Linked DNA regions of Mus musculus: all the other regions are linked to region 3. Evidence: chromatin contacts called from public Hi-C and HiChIP or PLAC-seq data. All regions are on one chromosome and are shown on one strand. Each heading gives the region's core, a stretch centred on a gene start, on an enhancer-like site or on the middle of the called end of the contact. The rest is flanking DNA. Distances are from core to core; before and after follow the strand shown. Region 1 overlaps Gm40677 (a long non-coding RNA gene). Region 2 has its middle 71 kb from the start of 1700023F02Rik. Region 3 holds the start of Lrrtm3 (leucine rich repeat transmembrane neuronal 3).

Region 1 (3,316 bases), core at 105-2,604, 2.3 Mb before region 3:
AAGGGAGGGAGCAAATGAGCTTCCTTCTCAGTTGCCCTGATATGGAGCCAGAGGGACAGTGTAGCAGAATAGAGACATGAAGATATTCTATATTCAAAGTATCTAAAGTAGTCTTTATGAAATCACTTTTCAGTCTTCCCCCTTTACCAACTCTTGTTTAATTTTCTCACCAATCGGACTATAGTTTCAGATGCTCCATCAAGCTTTCCCATCACAGGCTCATGGGCTCCATCCAATAAACATCTTTCTCCCATCTTAGGATCTCATCCAGTCACCTTCGCTGCATTTGAGTGCTGTATCTTCTCTTCTGGGTGGTTTGTAACACCAGAGTCCCTGGGCTCCTTCTCAGCCCTTCTTGGGCACCTTTATTTGATACTTCTGACTTGAAAGTCCCTTAAGAACTCTGCCTTCTCTTCTTCTTTTATATTAACTTACATCCATAGCAAATGCAATGATTCTTGATAGATTTAATGGTTGTAACATAGTGTACATTTAGTTTTCTATAGTTACTTGATAATGGTTTCCTCTATTGAAACTATCCTCTATTGAAAGTTCTGTGTGGACTTACCATAGACAGTCCAAACTGATAATTCCCCAAGGAGTCCCTGATTTTCCTCTCCAAGTAATACTCCTGCCGCCTTCTCCATCTTAGATGTTGTCCTCTGGCCCCCTTGGACAAAGGAAGGAAGCTGGAATCCTGACAAATTCCTCCACACTTTCCCTTCTCTCATGATTCCACCCTAGTCTTCCATTCTTACAGTGCATCACTTCCTGCTTGCTGAATCTCTGTAGAGTAAATTGCAATCTGCTGTAAGACACCACCTTGTCTTTCTGGGCTTGCTAACCCTGAATTTCCTTTTGCACTTCTCATGTCCCTTCTCCAACCCATGGCCACAACGACATTTAATAAAGAAGCCAGATAATCCCATTCATTGGTTTCAATATTCCTGTATGTCCACTAGTGTCCCCAGAGTAAATTTTAGCACCCCTGCAATACCATCCAATGGCCTCGATATGGTCATAGTAGTTATGTGGCTATTCCACCTTACGTGCTATTCCAAGTACTAATCATCTTTACATAAATATTGTATAATTAATCTTTATATCCATGGGGTAACCTATTAAACAGAGCAAAATTAGAAAAGAGTGAAGTCAGGATTCCGATCCAGGTGACTCCACCCCGCAACCCCTATCATGCTTTGTTATTTCTCACAAGCAAAGGCATGGACAAAGAAATGAGGACATTGCTCAGCGAGGCATGAAATGAAGGGCGCTCAACCATCTCTAGATTCATACTGGGAAGCCAAGCTCCTGCACACAAGCCCGGCCTGAGAAGCTTTGGCTGCTCTGCCCTGGTTTCCAGCCAGCAGTGGGCCCGGACTGTACATGAATAGTCATTTCCTTCTTTCTTTCCGTCCAAGTGCAGCATCGACAGGGGCAATTCCAGATCTTGGCTTGACCAGTGCTTGTAGGTAGCAGACCAAGAGCAGCAGTTCCAACGGGAGGGAGCATGAGTGTAGTACATTGTTTTTCATAATTCTCACAGGCATGTACCAGAACCCAACAACTTCCTTGTCAAGAGATCAAGTGTTGCTGTTGCTCCCCCAACACCAAATTTTAGCACACCTGCCAATTTCCATATGCTGTGACTAATCAATACCACAGTCCTAAAATAATAGGACAACAGAGTTGGCTCTGCACAGTATTCTGTGGAAAGTGTCGATGGAATGAAGACTGGTTCTTGTTAATAAGGCAACAGGGATAGACAGAGAATTTAATGAACTTTAGCAAAAGTCAGTGTAAAAGAATACGACAAAAACTGCAAAATGCTGTTAGAGACCTCAGAGGGAGGCATCCATTCTGCTAGAGGAACAAGGGGGACATCATAGAGTGGGGAACAGGCCTTTACTAATTCAAAAGTGTGTATTCAATGCCTAGTGTATTGTAGGCTCCAGGTGACTGTCTCATCTATGCCACAGCTCTTATTAATCAAGACAGAAGATTCAGATAGCAAAAAAGGGAAAATCTTCTGATGCATCTTAGGTAATACTCATTTTAAAATATTTATTTATTTATTTATTTATTTATTTATTTATTTATATTGTAGACACTGCCCCCTCCCAGTCCTCCCCACCCCCTCCCTTTGTCCTCTGATGGAGGGAGGGTTCTGGGTATTTCCTCTACCCTGGTGCATCAAGTTAGATTAGGTGCATCCTCTTTCACTGAGGCTAGACAAGGCAGCTCTGTTAGGGGACAGATACCAGTTAGGCTACAGTTTTAGGGAAAGCCTCTGCTCCAGTTGAGATGGAAAATTATCTCCCCATTGAAATGTTTCCTTATTTATCATGAGGACCTGTCTTGATAGGGGAGTATAGAAAATGGAACCAGAAAGCCCCTTGCTTTAGAGTAAAATCCCCAGAAATGAACTGCTGTCAATGGTCAGGTACTGGAGACTTGCAGTTCCCTGGACTGCTATAGAAATTAATGTTGTCACAGGGCATGTGTTTCCTAAGAAGGCATGCTTCTATATGTTGATTGTATCTTAGGGCTTCCATTGCTGTGAGGAGACACCATGACCATGGCAACTTTTATGAAGGAAAACAATTATTTGGGGTTGGCTTACAGTTCTGAGGTTCAGCCCATTATCATTATGGTGGGAAGCCTGGCAGTGCACATGCAGGGCTGGTTCTGGAGAAGGAGCTGAGAGGTTTCTGTTTGTTTGTTTTTTGTTTTTTTTCGAGACAGGGTTTCTCTGTGTAGCCCTGGCTGTCCTGGAACTCACTCTGTAGACCAGGCTAGCCTCGAACTCAGAAATTCGCCTGCCTCTGCCTCCTAAGTGCTGGGATTAAAGGTGTGCGACACCGCTGCCCAGCAGAGCTGAGAATACTATATCCGCTTTGACAGGCAGCAGGAAGAGAGAGTGACCCTGAGCCTGACTTGGGCTTCTGAAATCTCAAAGCCTACCCAAGAAACACACTTCCTCCAACAAGGCCACACCTCCTCCAACAAAGCCACACCCACTCTAACAATGCCACACCTCCTAATAGTGCCTCCCTATGAGCCCATGGAGGTCATTTTTATTCAAACCAACACAGCTTGAAAATACTCTTAAAGTAGTCTGTTTAAATGATTTATGTTCTTATTAAATAGCCTCTTGCCTTTTCTCCAGATATGTCTAGTACTTTGTTCAATTACACCATATCTTTGTGTAGTAAAGATGGGAATTTTTTTTTTTTTTTGTGTGTGTGCTATGATAAATGTTTAAAGCAGACATGATAGCTACTCTGGGAAGAATACAGGAGATAGGAGGGGACAT
Region 2 (3,066 bases), core at 555-3,054, 2.2 Mb before region 3:
TGGCACTCCCTTGGACAAGCACATTCAAGCCATCATACCAGTGACTACCTGGAGTTTACTGCATGGCCATCTAACTCAACTGTCAATCTGATCTCCCAGCCAAAGAAGGAATCTGTCTCAGAGGATTTCTGAGGATGGCACAAGACTTCATTCTCTGGTTATCATATGCACCTGCACACACACACACACACACACACACACACACACACACACACGTGCGCATCTACACAAGGCATATATATATATATATATGTATATATATATATATATATATATATATATATATATATATATATATGTGTGTGTGTGTGTGTGTGTGTGTATGCATATACATGTATATATGTGTGTATACATACACACACGCGCGTGCATCTACACAAGGCATTGGCATATATACATATATATATATACATATATATATGTGTGTGTGTGTATGTATATACATATATATATGTGTGTGTATGTGTGTGTTTGTGTATGTATGTGTGTATATATATATATATATATATACATATATATATATGTGTGTATATATATACATTTGCATACATATATAGTTGCACCTGCATACAGGCATCTACACAGATATATTTGTACCAGCACACAGGCACGTGCACTCCCATATTTGCACCTCGACACATGCACCTGCAGTCACATATGAGCACCTGCACACAGGCACCTGCACTCACACATGTGCACCTGCACACAGGCACTTTCATGTGCATACTTCCCTGCGTGCCCGCTTCAAAAAAAAAAAAAAAAAGAAGAAAGTAACAAAGAATAACTAATGTGGAAGAGGGAAGGGAACCAACCAGAGGGAACCAAAAGATGTGTGGTGGGGGCGAGGGGATAAGGAGGAAGGAAGTGGGAAAGAATAAAGTCCAAAGGCATAAGTATGGAAATGTTATTTGTATGCTAATCTAAAATATTTTTTAAATGAGAAATAAAAACAATTCCATTTCAACATCACCCCTTTCTTTACTGTTGTTCTTATCAAGTGTGCTGCTTTCAATTTCTATGCTGAAATAATGGCCTCAGGATGTAAGGGCGCAGTTGTCCATCGGAAACCCTGAAAACAATTGGTGTGACTCTCAAAGTAAAAAGAACAGCCCTTGGTCTGTCCCAAAAGCAAGCTGGAGAATTTAATTATGATCCTTCTAATTCTAAAAATGACTTTTAGAGACGAAAGTGTTTCCCCCCCAACACCACCACTTTTAAAATATGCAGAGCGAGATTTAATAGCCTGGCTTGTAAGCAACTGCGTTCGGACTGAACTTCCGGAGTGGATAGGTTGAATGCTGTTTCTGTTAAGCTTCTCTGTGCTTCTTATGCTGATATTAAGATTACAGAGTTGGTAAGATCCTAGAACTGCTGCAAAGAACTGAGTCTATCGCTTTTTATCTTTCCACTTCCTCTTACCTAGTTTACATAAAATGGAAAAAAATCATTTTTATGGCATCTGTAGACCAGTGGTTGGCATAGGATCCATTTGTTTAGTTGATACAGATAATTATTTGAGAGCCTCAAGTATCTAACATGAAACTGCATATTCGCCCAAACCTCACATCACAACAGACCTTTAGTCCGTTACTAATACAACATTAGACACATTTCCATATGAGAAAAATAAAGGTTTAGAATGGTTGTCTAATCTTTTTTCCAGCTGTGTTTTCCAGCCACAGCTGTCTGTCTGTGAAATCCTGCCATTTTCATTTAATTTTGCTCACTTGTTAATTCAGCCCTCTGCATTATTTAATCAGATGTTGTGCCAAATCATTTGTATTCATTTTGCGTCGTGTTTCTGCTGTGTCTCTTGATCACTTTCACATGCTAATACTGGCTAATTCAATTGAGATTGATGGAATCAGCCGTCCAAAATTACCACCAAATATGTCATGTGTAAGATAAAAGCATAGACCTCTTTCTCTTTTACATGCCTTTTAGAAGAATGGATAGTAACAGAAAAGAAAAAAGTTGTCTTCTTGGTTAATAAGTCCAGTGCCGGTGATTGGAAAGAACAGGTCTTGGAGAACTAATTTTGGCACACAGTGGTGGGCTCTCCTGGGAATGCTGAATTGCTCTACTTCTCTATGCATAAGAAATACATTAGAAGAAACCCTGGCTAGAATAAAGTTGTTTAGGAAAGGCATGGGGGTTGATTAATTGATTGATTCTTGTCAACCCAATACTGTAAATGCCACAGTGCTTCAATTAGATTGGTAATCTGAGGTCATAAGTTATTAATGACTCCATAAAGCTTAATGAATATAGATCTTTGTCCCAATTGAGATGCAACTTCTTAATCAATTCAGTGTATGGGGACTGGTTTTTTCTAAAAGGAACTAAAAAAACTATCTCTACTTCTTTTCAATCATTACTGAACATGGAATTCGAGTTGTGGAGACTTGCAACATCTCTCTTGTATGTCAGGCAAGTAAGGAGTACTCACTCTCCTTGTCAGGGACAGTTTGTGGCTTTCTATCCCTTAGAGTCAGTTCAGATGGCTTCAGTCTACAGCTTGTTAATGCTTTCTGTCTCCCAGAAGGGTCACCAAATCTCCCAAAAGCCCCTTCTCGTCCTCAGGTATTGTTGTGATATTCCAAAGTGAAGGCCTTCGCACCAGAGCACTGAGTGTGTATTCTGAATTTCACTTTCCCCAGCTGTGTGGCTTTGTGGAAATCAGCTCATTTGAGTTGCTATTTAGTCCCAGTAAAATGGGATTAATGGTAACTACTATTTCACAGGTTTCTTGTCAGGCTACAATGGTCTGATGGGCGCTAAGAACTTAAGACAGTTCTTACCATACCATAAATTATCAGTGGACACAGAGGTCAGCAGCATAATTATTATCATATGTAATATATGATTATATTATTTGTATTATTACATTCCAATAATAAAAATATTATATGATATATTATACTAAATATTACATACGAATTTATCATTATGTAATATGGAATATGTAATAAGTAATATGTAATATAACATATAATGTATAATGTGATATATAATATATGAATTATTATGTTTACTACTTATACTTGTATAAGTACATATATTTGT
Region 3 (3,092 bases), core at 178-2,677:
TGCTCGCTGAATTAGTTCTTTGTGAACAGTTAATACGGGCAGCATTCAATATTAAAAAGCAACCTCTGTACCGGTAGCAGAGATGATACTTGCTCCATGTCTGTGATACCCACAGAAGCTAAGCACGTTGGGATAGCAAAATGACACAGGGCTGAGCCCAGGGTCCTGTGTTCAATCCCAGTACCACAACCACAGACAAAGATGTCACTTAATCCTCAGCATATGCCTATGATGTAATTTCTCTATCATGTCCAATTTTGCAGGTGAGAACATGGAAGCACAGAGAGATGAGTAAGCCGTACAAGGTGATGCAGGGGCTCAATTTAGCAAGGATGAGCCTGCATAGACCTAGAGTCTCTAGAGCTCTGTACAGCTTCCCTACCCTGGTCTATCCCAATGGTCACCAGATTCACTGAGCACAGAGATGCCCCTTAAAAGGAACTGGTGCCTGGTGAAGCATTGAAAGACATACTTGTTCTGCCTAGAAGCTCTTGCTCCTCGTGGCCATATCCTGGAGCCTGGAGCAGGTGACCCCATTTAAGTCTCAGGTCCTTCACCTTGGAAATGTAGATGGCAGTGGGACCTGCAGGCTGGTGACTTGAACGAAAAAACAGGATGGAGCCTTCATTTAAAGGACTTAGAAAGCACCCAATAAATATTATTAATGTGATAAATAGGAGCAACATCAATAAGCCATGAACCAAATGATCTTGGGGTCCTAATACTAGCACTAAAAATGGTTCATTTCTCTTCTGATAAAAAAAAAAAAAAAAAAAAAAAAAGCCCAGAGCAACCAAAACAAGCCATAACGCAGTCATAAACATTAAACCAATTATATCTTTTGTGGGAAAAACAGAAAAGCCATTAGCCCTATTAATTTGTGTGTCATCAGTCATTCTGTCCATTGCAAAGCCGATGTAGTCTAGCATTCTGAGACACCTTGCATAATATAATCACGGTGACTCCGAGAGGTCAAACAGGCACGCTCTGAACGCAGTTTTGTGAAGAGCTCAATAATTCATTTTATAAATTTCAGCTCAAAGCCTACACTGAGGTTAAGAAAATTTGACATTCGATCTGTGAACTTAACGTCAAGCTCGAGAAAAAAAAAGAAAAAAAGAAAAAAACCCCACAACTCTGGGAAGCACATGTTTGTCGATTAAGCAGACGCAGACAGTTACAGGCGTTGCCAAATTGTAAAACAAGACTTGGGTATCACGGAAAATGTTGCTAGTTATTGATTACGTTGACCATTCACTTCCTATTGAGCCACCCAAAAGAACCATTCATTTTCCAGCAGAGCCTGCTCATTTGCAAGATAAAAGAGAGCCAGCTCTGCACATGCCCATAGTGTTCCCCACCACTGGGGGCAGCTTTACATAAGACTGCATTCACTGAAACCGAAGCAACAGTCCGAGCGGCTTACAGAATGACAGTCTGCGGGAGTGAGCTGAGAGTGTGCGCGGAACCCGGCTCTCCTGCCTTCTGGGCTCCAACGCAGCTCCGAGGCTGAACTGGGTGCTCACCACCACGGGTTCGCCGGACTATGGAATACAGATGTGGCAGCACAGGTAGCCCCACGTTGCCTAGAGGAATACATTATGGGTTTTGAGAAGAAATTGTAGGAGCCAGTTTTTTTCTTTTTTTTTTAACACACACACACACACACACACACACACACACACTGTAAAGATGCAAAAACGTAATATCCATGAAGATCCTATTACCTAGGAAGACTCGGATGTTTTGCTGCGAATGCGGTGTTGGGATTTATTTGTTCTTGGAGTGTTCTGCATGGCTGGTAAAGAATAATGTTCCAAAATCGGTCCATCTCCCAAGGGGTCCAATTTTTCTTCCTGGGTGTCAGCGAGCCCTGACTCACTCCACTGCAGCTGACAGGGGCTGTCATGCAGGCGGCCCCTAAGCCAAAGCAAAAGACCTAAGGACGACCTTTGAACAATACAAAGGATGGGTATGTTTTGATATTTTTCTTCTTTCCTTCTTAAGAAAAAAAAATTGAAAAAAAATCCTCTAAGTCTATGTAATAATTCTGCTTTAATTGTTTTAAAGATTATCTTTCTCTGGTCTAAGACTATAAATTCAATTATCAGTGGCTACATTTCCTTGTTTAACTGATAGAAATATGCAATATCCTTCTATTACAAAGATGATGTTTGATGCTAAATGGTATCTAAATGTTTACATTTCTGAATGTGGAAATGAACAGCTAGTTTTGCTTGGTTAAAAAAAATGCATTCGTTTTGGGGGGATAACTTTTCTAAGTTGTTTTTATTTCCAGGTTTCAATGTAATTAGGCTACTGCGAGGATCAGCTGTAGCGGTGGTTCTAGCACCCACTGTCTTACTGACAATGCTTTCTTCTGCTGAACGAGGATGCCCTAAGGGTTGTAGGTGTGAAGGCAAAATGGTATACTGTGAGTCTCAGAAACTGCAGGAGATACCCTCGAGTATATCTGCCGGTTGCTTGGGTTTATCCCTTCGCTACAACAGCCTCCAAAAACTTAAGTATAATCAATTTAAAGGGCTCAATCAGCTCACCTGGCTCTACCTTGACCACAACCACATCAGCAATATCGACGAGAATGCTTTCAATGGGATACGCAGACTCAAAGAGTTGATTCTGAGTTCCAACAGAATCTCCTATTTCCTTAACAACACCTTCAGACCTGTGACCAATTTACGGAACTTGGATCTGTCCTACAATCAGCTCCATTCTCTGGGATCGGAACAGTTCCGGGGCTTGAGGAAGCTGCTTAGTTTACACCTCCGCTCCAACTCACTGAGAACCATCCCGGTGCGGATCTTCCAAGACTGTCGCAACCTGGAACTTCTGGACCTGGGATACAACCGGATCCGAAGTTTAGCCAGGAATGTCTTTGCTGGCATGATCAGACTCAAAGAGCTTCACCTGGAGCACAATCAATTTTCCAAGCTCAACCTGGCCCTGTTCCCAAGGCTGGTGAGCCTTCAGAACTTGTACATGCAGTGGAATAAAATCAGTGTCATAGGGCAAACCATGTCCTGGACCTGGAGTTCCTTACAGAGGCTCGACCTGTCTGGTAATGAGATCGA

Evidence for each region. A called contact is a pair of places that touch in the nucleus more often than the background predicts. HiChIP or PLAC-seq counts read pairs in DNA pulled down with a chosen protein or histone mark.
Region 1: a contact with region 3 is called in a Hi-C map of cerebellum, with 2.4 times the contacts expected there. The contact joins the enhancer-like site here to the promoter of Lrrtm3 in region 3. A contact is called at or near these places in 10 of 39 promoter capture datasets (the 3T3-L1 cell line, the C10 cell line, cranial neural crest and 5 more), 1 of 484 Hi-C or Micro-C datasets (cerebellum) and 2 of 115 datasets of contacts at active chromatin or transcription factors (embryonic forebrain and embryonic midbrain).
Region 2: an H3K27ac HiChIP or PLAC-seq map of VIP interneurons shows a contact between it and region 3, with 9 times the contacts expected there. The contact joins the enhancer-like site here to the promoter of Lrrtm3 in region 3. A contact is called at or near these places in 2 of 39 promoter capture datasets (embryonic stem cells and hippocampal neurons) and 4 of 115 datasets of contacts at active chromatin or transcription factors (VIP interneurons, astrocytes, embryonic hindbrain and 1 more).

Annotation. Positions count from the first base shown.
Region 1 is chr10:66,355,944-66,359,259 of GRCm38.p6, reverse strand. All of the region lies in intron 2 of Gm40677 (a long non-coding RNA gene), which reads left to right. Among named protein-coding and RNA genes, the nearest start is that of Gm22594, 130 kb to the left of the region's middle. Within about 2 kb of position 1,354, at least 9 of the 459 cell types and tissues checked have an H3K27ac peak or open chromatin away from gene starts, as enhancers often do. A contact at or near this core is called in cerebellum, where this site is marked.
Region 2 is chr10:66,269,834-66,272,899 of GRCm38.p6, reverse strand. No RefSeq gene overlaps it. Among named protein-coding and RNA genes, the nearest start is that of 1700023F02Rik, 71 kb to the right of the region's middle. Within about 2 kb of position 1,804, at least 9 of the 459 cell types and tissues checked have an H3K27ac peak or open chromatin away from gene starts, as enhancers often do. A contact at or near this core is called in VIP interneurons, where this site is marked.
Region 3 is chr10:64,088,590-64,091,681 of GRCm38.p6, reverse strand. It overlaps Lrrtm3 (leucine rich repeat transmembrane neuronal 3), which reads left to right and starts at 1,427. Exons shown (of 3, transcript NM_178678.4): 1 at 1,427-1,972; 2 at 2,300-3,092. The coding sequence starts at 1,969. The region is part of intron 7 of Ctnna3 (catenin (cadherin associated protein), alpha 3); the gene reads right to left.